2 separate regions of the Danio rerio genome follow, and region 1 is linked to region 2. A link is a contact called in public Hi-C data. All regions are on one chromosome and are shown on one strand. The core of a region is the stretch at or near the end of the contact, and the rest is flanking DNA. Distances in the headings are between cores, read along the strand shown.

Region 1 (5,625 bases), core at 1,354-3,853, 150 kb after region 2:
TAATACTAAAACGGTAAGGCGTTTTATAATGGCCAAAACAACATTACAGATGTTTTACAGTGTGTTCAGCCTGCTGGTTTGTCCATTCACACACATTTTTACCATCACATGATCTCTATTAACAAAATCACATGACCTTTTGTAATGCGCTTGCTGGAGTTTGTTTAAAAGTGTTTCCATCACAGTTTATGCGCATCTTTTCCTATCAAATAAAAAGTTTATCCTACTACATATGTTTTTTATGCACATTTCCAAATTTATGCGCATCATGGCTTTACATCACCGTTTTTTTATGCGCATATGCAAAATGCACTTAAAAATAGATGGATGGAAACATAGCTAATGACACACATTCAGTATTAATCCACACAGTTGCAAGAGTTTAACTATTTCTAAAATTGACCGCGCCACGCATTTGTAGGAATAGCTGATGGTGGCCATTGCAAAGACTAACGGAAGCGGATCACAAGTTAAGAAATGCATTTAAATTGGTAAAGGAAGAAGCAAGCTTCACGTTTTTAACATGGTTTTGGACGCAATATGTGAATAGCCCCATACAGGTTTAACCTGAGATATACAGTACAAGCACTGATCTATTATAGATACGTGATTACAAACCGTGTGGAGCGATTACAACTTATAACACACAATTAAATGGATATTTTGCAAACTATAGAAAGTGAGGGAACAATTTTAATTACACTTACGTTGTGATTCAGAGAAAAAAGCAATTGGTCCATATGAACTGTTACTGACAAAATGCCTTTCAAAGTTTGACAGTCACATACAGTCTCTGCTGCTCCTTGCTTTATTAGCAAACGATTGACGAATCCTGCACTGCAGTGTAGGTTATCGTTACAGAAAAATGGCAGGAACAAACACAGCACTAGGCTGGCTAATGTATACTATGGTGTTGTTGTGAAAATGAATTTTAACCCTTTATTCCCCGCAGCCGAATCTCTATCTGTCAGTCATTGTCATCTTCATGCCATGATCATGATCCCGCGGGCTCCGCTAGTGTCTGAAGTGAAAGGCGCATTCCTGTTTTACCACATCCGGCAGTACATTTGGTGATGTACCGTATCGACATTGATGCGTTCAAGCAAAAGATCCGAACCCAACTCGATTTATTCTTTGGACTTGGAGTCGACTATTTCATTAAAGAATCAATACGGCACACTTTCAAATTTAAACCTCAGCTAGATGTTTTTTATTCACTGAGAGCTGTGCTACACACTGCATGGAAGCTCATTTTCAAAAACCCTAATAGGGGCTCTTTAAATCACAATTTGCAAAGGGGTAGCCTACTTATGATTTTGGATTTGACTATATTTTTATAGAATGTCAGTATCATTGATTTGTTTCAAGACACACATTAGCCATGTGTTTTTGAGTAAGTCATTTTTATAAAAGCTGCTTGCACCCCAATATAACTAAGGCCTAGCCTTGAAGCTAAAGCCTGTTTGTAAAACGAGGCCATAATGCCAATCAGTAAAAATAATTTACTATCATAATGGGAATAGCTTTCAAGCCAACACACATTGTCATAAAACATTAATATTAGGTTAGATTTAGGCCACCAGCATCTAAGGACAATGTTATTTTGATGTCCAATAAAAATGTGAAAAGACATTGACATTTGGTTGCGTTTATGTTGTGTTGGAAAGTGACTAAAATCCAACGTTGAGCCAACATCTTAAACCAATTTCTTACTTACGTAAAATGCTGACATTTATTCGTCAGGTATGACAACTAAAATCCAACGTCTGGTAACGTTCACAATGTCAAGCTGTAACATCATTAGACATTGATATTTTGTTGTTTTCAGGTTGTGTTGGAAAGTAATCAAAATGCAATGTCTGTCCAATGTTGGACATTGATGTTGGCCAGACGTTGGGTTCTGACGCCAGCCTGATTCAACTTCACACAATGTTGGGGTCATTGGTTGGAGTACAATGTCAATCTGACGTCATGTTGAAGTCCTGTGCCGAGAGGGGTCTGGCTGCAGACCTGGTGCAATGCAATCTGGGCTGCATCCAATGCTTTTTAATGGGCTCACCTAATCCCACCCCTAACCCTACTCGTCACAGTGACGTCACTAGCTTCATTTGAGTGCATTGTGTCTGACATTGCATCGCTGAGTGATGCAGTCTCAGCTTGCAACATAAAGGCTGCATTCAGATACTGTTGCCTGTGCCTGCTGGGTTTCCAAGGGAAATGGCTAATTAATTAAACTGGAAAAAAATGTATGGGGTTTTAAAGCAGCAGGATTTTTTAACAATACATAATGCAAGGATGATGCAAAAAATTATAAATCAAGTTACACTGCAGTAATGTTTGAATGTAAGAATGCTGGTATTTGTTTCAAATGATGTTTCAGTGATATTAACCAACAAACAACAAAGGCCCGTTTACTTAATAAAATTTTATTTACTGTGTGTGTGTGTGTGTGTGTGTGTGTGTGCGCGTGTGTGTGTGCTTTTATTATAAGTTCGTAAAAATATTGTCAAATCATTAGAGCGGCAACGTCAGCATACCAAGACTCTTATTTTGACATGTCTTGAAGTATTAAAGGCGGAAGTTATGTTTTCTGTTTTTAGGGTAAAGTTCACGGCGATATTCGACCTGTCAAATATTGAGCTTTAGAGTTTGAGTCTATCACGTCCACATCAGCAGCATGTTCGCATTAAAGACATTAAGGAGTTTTTCTCCTGCGGCAAAAAATGTTTATTTGCGGAGTAAACAGGCTATTGCAGTGGCTGTGTCGAGGTGAGAGCCATTTATAGTTTTCTTTGATTTTGCAGTTTCTTAAAAAGGAATCTTTGTTTTAACTTAAATTTTACTATATATTATCTTCACGCAGAATTCGAATACATTAATTAAATAAAAGTAAATAATAACAAAGAAAACAAACATCTTAAAAAAGGTATTGCTCAGTGTAAAAAAAAGCCCAGCTGACGTTACTAGAACTTAAATATAATGTAAATATAGAGATTAATATAATTAATTTAGTAATAATTATACTTTATTTTAAGAAATGTAGTTAATTAAGAATAAGTTTGATCAAAGATTTATGTATTTGTAACAGAAAATCAAAAATATCACCTGCCACTTTCATTAGATATGAAGAATTTATGTAATCATAATGACACAAGACAGCTGGTCATCATAGGGTCATCATCTTAAATGATTTTAGTTAAACTTTTGTTATTGACTCACTGTAAAATGATTTGATTCAAAAACAGATTTATTCAGGAGCAAAAATGCACAACTTTTATGCTTCATCAGGAACTATTTTTGTTGAGATAACAAAATGCAGACAATGCTTTGTGTAAAATGGAAATCAGTATGATTTTTTTAAATTTATTTATTTATTTATTTATTTATTTATTTTTAAGCCAAGGCTATTTTAAGATATTGATTTGATTCACAGAATGCAGCATGCGGAGCTCCAGCATGGAGAAACAGCAGCACCATTTCGACCTGAAACATCCATGGCCAAAACTCTGATGGACATCGGTACCAGGCGGATCTTCTCAGAGGAACACGACCTGTTCAGGCAAAACGTGCGGAGGTTCTTTCAAGAGGAAGTTGTTCCTTATCACGCTCAGTAAGTCAGCAGTTAGAAGAACATGCACACTTCACACAGAAATGCCAACTGACCCAGCCGAGGCTCGATTGAGGCTCGAACCAGCGACCTTCTTGCTGTGAGGCGACAGTGCTACCCGCTGTGCCACCGCACCGCCCTACAGAAGTTATGTTAATGTTAATTAAATCCCTTAACTTCATGTTAATTCTCCCTTATCCCAATTAATTTTATTAGCTCCATTAAATTAATCAGTTATGACTTTTGATTTACAGCATTAATTTAACATTACCTAGGAAAATAGCATTACATAACAAGTAGTTTCTTCTCTTCAGCTCAGTTTAATTGACTAACCTTAACAACTAGAGTCTGATTGTAAATTGTTAACAAATCATATCCCTTTAAAGGATCAATGTAGGCCTAATTAACATAAACCAGTAACATGTGAAGAAGCCTATTAGCATACAACCACAACAGATATACTTTTAAAAATAAAGGTTCTTTAATGGCGTCAGACAGTGGTTCCATGAAGAACATTCATTCTAAAGGTTCTTTATAGTGCAAACAGGTTATTTATTATTATTATTATTATTATTATTATTATTATTATTATTATTGTTATTTTTATGAAGAACACATTATTTAAAGCAATTAGAAACTTTTATTTTTGAAAGTGCACAAATTTGAGCAAAAGTCAAACCTTTTGAAAGCATCACTGTTTTTCTAAAAGCAACAGATATATGTTGGTTTCCACTTTATGCCAAATGTCAAATTCCTTGTCTTTCACCTACAATAAACTGAAAAACAAGCAGCCGTTGAGCTATACTGTGATTGCTGAAATTAATATTAATTAATTAGGTTACAGGCTCATTCCAAAATGGAATTAATTTGTTTCCTCAAAATTCCACACACACAATACCCCATAATGACAATGTGAAAAAGATTCTTTGAAATTGTTGCAAATTTATTTAAAATAAAAAAGCTGAAAATCAAATGTACATAAGTATTCACAGCCTTTGCTCAATACTTTGTTGATAATTACTTTGGCAGCAATTACAGCCTCAAGTCTTTTTGAATATAATGCCACAAGCTTGGCACACCTGTCTTTGGGAATTTTTGCCCATTCCTCTTTACAGTACCTCTCAAGCTCTATCAGGTTGGAAGGGAAGCGACGGTGTACAGCCATTTTCAGATCTTTCCTGAGATGTACAATAGGATTTAGGTCTGGGCTCTGGTTGGGCCACTATTTTAGCTATATTTTGGATTTCATCATCTTTGCATCAAATTACAAAAAGGTTAATGCTTGTGTAAGATGTTTCTGATGCAGCATCTAAGGGTGGGACAGTAAATTTGAAACTTCTGGCTGCCATTATCAGTCTAACACATGTTTTTTCCCCCTCATTTTGGAAGTTGTGAAAGCACTATCATAGAGTTTTCTTTTATTTGAGCAAATTGGAAGGCAAAAAAGAGGTATTTGAGGTTTACAGATGATGACTTCCATTGCTGAGAAGCCCAAAATGTGAAAGGGTCTCTTAAAAGGATCTTCTTAAAAGTGTTTTAAAATGTTCTATTTAATAATAAATTGTTTATTCAGTGTATATTGAAGAAATGTATGTTCATCATTAAAATAAAAAGTATTATTGAATATCTGCACGTCGAGATGTGACAAGATACAGAATAAAAATATGAAGGTAAATGGTTTTAAATGAATGAATCTGTGTGTGTGTAGGTGGGAGAAGGCCGGTGAGGTCAGCAGAGAGGTTTGGGAGAAGGCTGGAGAACATGGTTTACTGGGAGTTTACACACCTGAGGAACATGGAGGAATCGGAGGAGATCTGCTGTCTGCTGCTATAGTGTGGGAGGAGCAGTGAGTAGCCCCGCCCCTTTACTGTGTGTTACAATAGTTCCTTCCTTAACTGTCTGCTGCAATAGTGTGGGAGGAGCAGTGAGTAGCCCCGCCCCTTACTGTGTGTACAGTAGTTCCTTCCTTAACTGTCTGCTACCATAGTGTGGGAGGAGCAGTGAGTAGCCAGCTGGCA
Region 2 (5,827 bases), core at 2,936-5,435:
CAGCCATTGATGTTCCCTGTGAGAATAAAATGGGCATGGGTTCTCTTTGCGGAGGAACAAGTACTTCCTGTTAAAAACTGGCAGGTTTGGGCCAATTTTGATGATTGACAGTTGTTCATCCATGATCAGTATAATTATTTGAAGTTGTGTTTTGTCTACTTAATACTCTATGGTAAAAAGAGGAAAGAGATTATCTAAGCAAAGTTTAACAGTATATTTCCTTTGCTTGTACACCACTCCTGATCACATGACAGACTAATTACTACTGTTGAAGGTTGCTGATTCGAGTCTTGGCTGGGTCAGTTGGCATTTCTGTGTGGAGTTTGCATGTTCTCCTCTGGGTGCTCTGGTTTCCACCACAGTCCAAAGACATGCGCTATAGGTGAATTAAATAAACTAAATTGGTTGTAGTGTATGTGTTTAAATGAGTGTGTATGGAAGTTTCCCAGTGCTGGGTGTCACCGGATGTCAAGGGAGCGAAGACAAGAGGTTGGATCCAAATGCAATTTTTAATGAAAAAGATTATTCGTGCAGGCAAAAACAAATTGGGTCAAAAAACAAGAACTCAGGTATCATGAAGGGCATCAAAAATGCAAAAACAAAGCAATGATCAAAGTACAAAAAGTTACAAAACAATCATCAAAACATAACTAGAAAAACTAAACATGACGACACTCACTGAAACCATACAGGTACTGACAAACAAAGATTCCGCATAGACTGGTGTGTGCAATGTGTATAAATAGTCCAAACAATTGATGATGACGATATTCAGCTGTGTGTGATTAATGGTGACTGGTTTGTGCAAAGGCATGCTGGGATATGTAGTTCATGAATGACATGTGTAGTATGCCAGCGATCTTTCAGGAACAGATTGCTGGTTATGTGACAGCTGGGTTGCAGCTGGAAGGACAGTTAAAACATATGCTGTATAAGTTGGCGGTTCATTCCGCTGTGGCGGCCCTGATGAATACAGGGCTAAGCCAAAGGAAAATTAATGCATGAATGACTCCTACAGACAAAACCGCCAAATGGCCATGGACGTAAAACTTAAACAAGATTTTTTTTGCCTTAAAATTATGAATATGCATTGGTGTGTGAATGTGATGTAAAAATATTGTAATACAGTACTATCATATTTTGTACATTTATATTTATTGTAAATTAGGGTGCTTTTTTTGTGACTCATGCATTCTGTTGAAAATGTCTTTTGTGTTCAAGGTTAACATATTCTGAGTTACTCCCAAGAGCAGTTTTGGAATTGGCGTTTACCTTGAGTAAACAGGTTTGGGGTAATCAATCTAAAGTTCTCGATTAATGTGATGGTAAGTTGCTTTCTGCAATACTGCCTTGGTTCTGTTTAAAATCCCTAAAATATAGCACATTTTAACGTCACTTGGTGAAGGGTTTGTTAGCTCTTTATATGACAAGCCATTAGCATTACATCATGTTATCACTTAACAAAGACTATCAGTGCCAGGGACTTTTCAACAATGTGAAGGGAAATGATGTCAGACACTGGAGAAACAGAATTTGCTTCTGAAACTCATCTGTTTATCAGCTTATACTCAAACCTAGTGTCTGAACATTGAGCACTCAAAAGCAGAACATGTTACACATACATAGTTCACTCAACAAATAAAATTACATTATATGCCCGTTACCACTGAGTGGGACAGTATGGTACGGGTCGGTACGGGTCACCTTTATCAGGCTTGCATTTCCACTGCCCCTTTGGAACCCTTTTGGTGGGTTTATCGTACGACAAAAGGTTTCAGTGGACGTCATTCTTGCTTCAGGAACTGTCAAAGTAAAGCTGTATGGGTCGTTCACATATCATATGAGAAGCACTTCTCACAAAACAGATGCTTTATACACATAAATACTTGTGTATAAATTTTCATTACTAACCTTTCTATGAACATTATTTGATCATAACTGCAGATCAATGAAATGAAATAGCCTACCATAAAGTCTGCAATTATATAACATAAATAAATAAATGCAACATATATGAACACATACAGACCCTTACAGTCTCCGATATGTTACTAATTACAGTGAAACTATACATACAGCATACATTTAGTCCTTATTTGGCTTCAAAAACAACACAACACATAGCTCACAGTCAGTGGTAACCTCTCGTCTGTATCTTTAAACTTCACCAGCACCTGTAACCTCTTTTTAGAAAGTAATTCCTTTATTTTAAGTTCATAATAGTCCAAAAGATGACGATAATAAACTTGTTTTTTCGGCTTCTCCTTTGCTTTTTTGCGCTTCACCCTCATGTTTGTCCATTTCTGAAAGGATCGGATGTCAAAAGCACTTCAATAATCACGCGCATGTTATTATCATAAACTCAAGACGTTTGTTTTGTTCAAATATAGATGCACAGCGAGCGCTAGCGAGAAAGTGAAACCGATCGTGCTTTAGACGGTCTTGTAAACAACTACGAGGAATAGAGTAGTTCCGCTCTACAACAACAATGACAAGGTTTGTTTAAGCTCGGGTTAACCATGGCTCGTTATGCATATATTATTACAGTGTAATATCTCGGCTGTGTTTTTGAAAATGGTGGTTGCTTTGTTTTCATTCTCCTGGCTTGTTGCACGAGTGAGTGATGTATCATGTAAACCAATAGCATTCAGCTGCGCATCTTGCGCCGCCTTTTGGTACCTTTTTGTTGTGCTAGGTATACCTTCCAAAAGCGTACCCAAGAAGTGGTACGGTATGGTTTGCTTTTAGGTACCTTTTGAAAGTGGAAACGGCCATAAAAGCGTACCAAGCTGTACCGTACAGTACTATACCACTCAGTGGAAATGGGCCAATAGTGTCAGCAGATAAATTTAGGAAGTAAAATGAAATGAGGCTGAGTATGCAACATTATAGGCTGCACCAATGGCTATTTAAAGTTTGACAGGTTCTGTTTAGAAGCATATCGTTCTTTTATCCCCTAAAAAAATTTATGTGCTAGTGTTTTTTGTTCTTTCTATACGTTTATTAAAAAAAAAAATCAACTGTTAAAGCTTATTCGCACAAACTGTCAAAAATCCCTCAATGGCCAAATATTCTTTCTTAAAATGTCTGTATTGAGGAAAAAAATTAAAGTCATTCCACAATGACTTAATAGCTCTGTCTTTGTAACATTGGGAAGGTGTCAACCTGCTTTTCTTGAATAGCCCCAAATTCACCCCAAAAAATATGAAATCCAATCAAATTTTGAAAATGAATGTCAACAAGTCTTGTTTTATTCGGAATGAAGATTGTTTTGGGCGATGTGGTGGCGCAGTGGGTAGCACAATTGCTTCGCAGCAAGAACGTAGCTGGTTCAAGCCTCGGCTGGGTCAGTTAACATTTCTAGGTGTTTGCAAGTTCTCCCCGTGTTTGCGTGGGTTTCCTCTGGGTGCTCCGGTTTTCACCACAAGTCCAAAGACATCTGTTACAGGTGAATTGGGTAAGCTGAAATTGTCCACAGTAAATGTGCCTAAATGAGTTTATGTGTGTGATTGAGTTTATAGATGTTTCCCAGTGATGAGTTGCGGCTGGAAGGTCATGCGCTGTGTAAAACATATGCTGGATAGGTTGGCGGTTCAATAATAGAGGGACTAAGCTGAAAATGAATGAATGAATAAATAAATGAATGAATGAAGATTATTTTTAAAATGTATAAAAAAATACAGGATAAATGTTACGTATTTAACAGCTCGCACTGATCTAACCAGTTTACAACAGGTTTTCAGTTGTATCAAACTTCTTCCTCTTTGCAAGGTGGGTGTTTTAATGTAAATTATTATTCAGTTTTAATTATAATATATTTTGTTGTTAAAAAAATAAATACATTTTTTAGCACAGGAGCCTATTGGAATTTTTTATACTTACAATTTTTAATAAATTTCTAATTATAAAAAAATACAAGAACAATATAATGAAAATGCAGCCCTTCTAAATAAACCAATAAATATAAAAATAGTTTGCATTCAGTTAAATAAACAATGACCGCATCTGTGGACTTCAAAACCCATGCTCCTTTGTCTCCCCGAAGCTTTATTCCCTCTGATTTGCTGCATGTCACAACTAGGCGGGAGCTGCGCTTAATGGGCGTCCTCTAACATTCTGATTGGCCGTTACACACGTCAATCATCAGCGCATTTCTAGTATCTGGTTTCCTGTGTTACCGCCCTTGGGCTGAGACAGTGAAGACGGCTGCGGGAATTTCTTAGCCTTCCGACCAGGAATAGGACACTAAAGAGTAAAACGCGTGCAGGAATTTCTCTAAGGTAAGAAATATGCTTCATCCTCCCTCAGTGTGTTGTCATATATTAAGGTAGAGGTCATAAATGTGGAGGTTTGTGTGGTTGAGTGGTTAGCTCGCTAAGCGCTCGAGCGCTGATAGACATCCGTACGAGTGTAGATGGGCCAACAGTTTACGATAATACATTGATCAATGAACTTTAAAGTTATCATTTAATCATTACACACTTAGCCTATTTATTTCGATAGCTACTGAATGACATACACAAACTGGAACAAAACTAATTAGCACATGCTTCAATGAATCAAGGTAACTAACACTAAAGTCCATATGTGATACGGACACCCAGTCATAGTAAATCATAGGTTAGATGTACTGTCAAAATTCAATTACGTCTAACTGAACGTTAAGTCTGATTTACATATGTATTTAAAAGCTAACTATCATAAGGCATGTTTGAATTATGTGTATTGTATCCTAGTATTTCATTAATGACTTAATTATAAATGTTAGTCTTTATCATATTGGGGTTGTGTAAATGAATTCATATCCATGTGATGTACATTAAATGAAATATTAGCAATATATAAGCATTGCAGACGCTGCTCTTCAATGGAGGATGCCTAATAATCTGTTGCTTATGCAGATCATAGTTGTGCTTAATTGTATGTCTGTTATGATGACGTATTATTATTGGGAGTCTCGAGCGAGCCCAGATGTGTATGAGCTCATGTGTCTCTTCATACCGGGTGTGGTCTCCACCCGGGGCGTGACTCTGCGTGGCTTTACATAACTGACTCTTGGGGTTTTAATACATAGTTTACGATAACACAATATAGTGCATTGTGAATGTATGAGAACGAACTGTTCCCAAACTTAGCGTGTTTATTGAGCTCCTGAGGTCATAATACTGTTTATTTCTTTGTTTTTGTCAATGAAAACATTCACTATTGATGATAATGCTGATGATGCTCCTGTCTGACTTCTGCTTTTTGTGAAATGGCACTTGTCTAAAGTTATCTAATGGATGCTTGATGATGTGCTGTAGCTCTTACTCAATAAACATTTCAAAACCCTCCATCTGGGTTCCATAAGCCTCGGTCTCTGTCTCTCAGAGGAAGTGCTGGATGAGAATGATCTGAAGATTCTCAATGTTGTCACTCTCAGGGGTCCGGCTAATTTTAGATGTTTTTTTTTCTTTTCTAGAGTAATGAAGCAGATCCCCTCACTGAGTTTTATTGAGTACATTCTGATCTGAAACCAGATAACCGTTGTTTTCTTTTTCTGTTCGTATAATCTGTTAATGTTTTAAACAAGCAAGGATGCATTAAATTGATGAAAACATCAAGACATTTATAATGGCAGAAAGGGATTTACTTAATAAAAAATTAAGAGGCGTACTTTGTAATCTTTTAGCGATTTGGCCTAAAATCAAAATCTCGATTAATTGAACATTTCAACTAGATTACGATTAACGAATGATTATTTTACTTATTTATTAATTTTTTTTGCCCTCTTAGTTCACTGATTAGTTTTATATGCCGTCTAAAGGCATCTCTGGTGCAGCTTCCA

The links. A called contact is a pair of places that touch in the nucleus more often than the background predicts.
Region 1: a contact with region 2 is called in a Hi-C map of hematopoietic stem cells, with 2.4 times the contacts expected there. The contact joins the promoter of acadl here to the promoter of tmod2 in region 2. A contact is called at or near these places in 3 of 18 Hi-C or Micro-C datasets (caudal fin, hematopoietic stem cells and an unstated tissue).

Annotation. Positions count from the first base shown.
Region 1 is chr18:42,418,857-42,424,481 of GRCz12tu, forward strand. It overlaps acadl (acyl-CoA dehydrogenase long chain), which reads left to right and starts at 2,604. Exons shown (of 11, transcript NM_201181.2): 1 at 2,604-2,769; 2 at 3,434-3,610; 3 at 5,316-5,453. The coding sequence starts at 2,678.
Region 2 is chr18:42,263,969-42,269,795 of GRCz12tu, forward strand. It overlaps tmod2 (tropomodulin 2), which reads left to right and starts at 4,186. Exons shown (of 10, transcript NM_001004608.1): 1 at 4,186-4,280.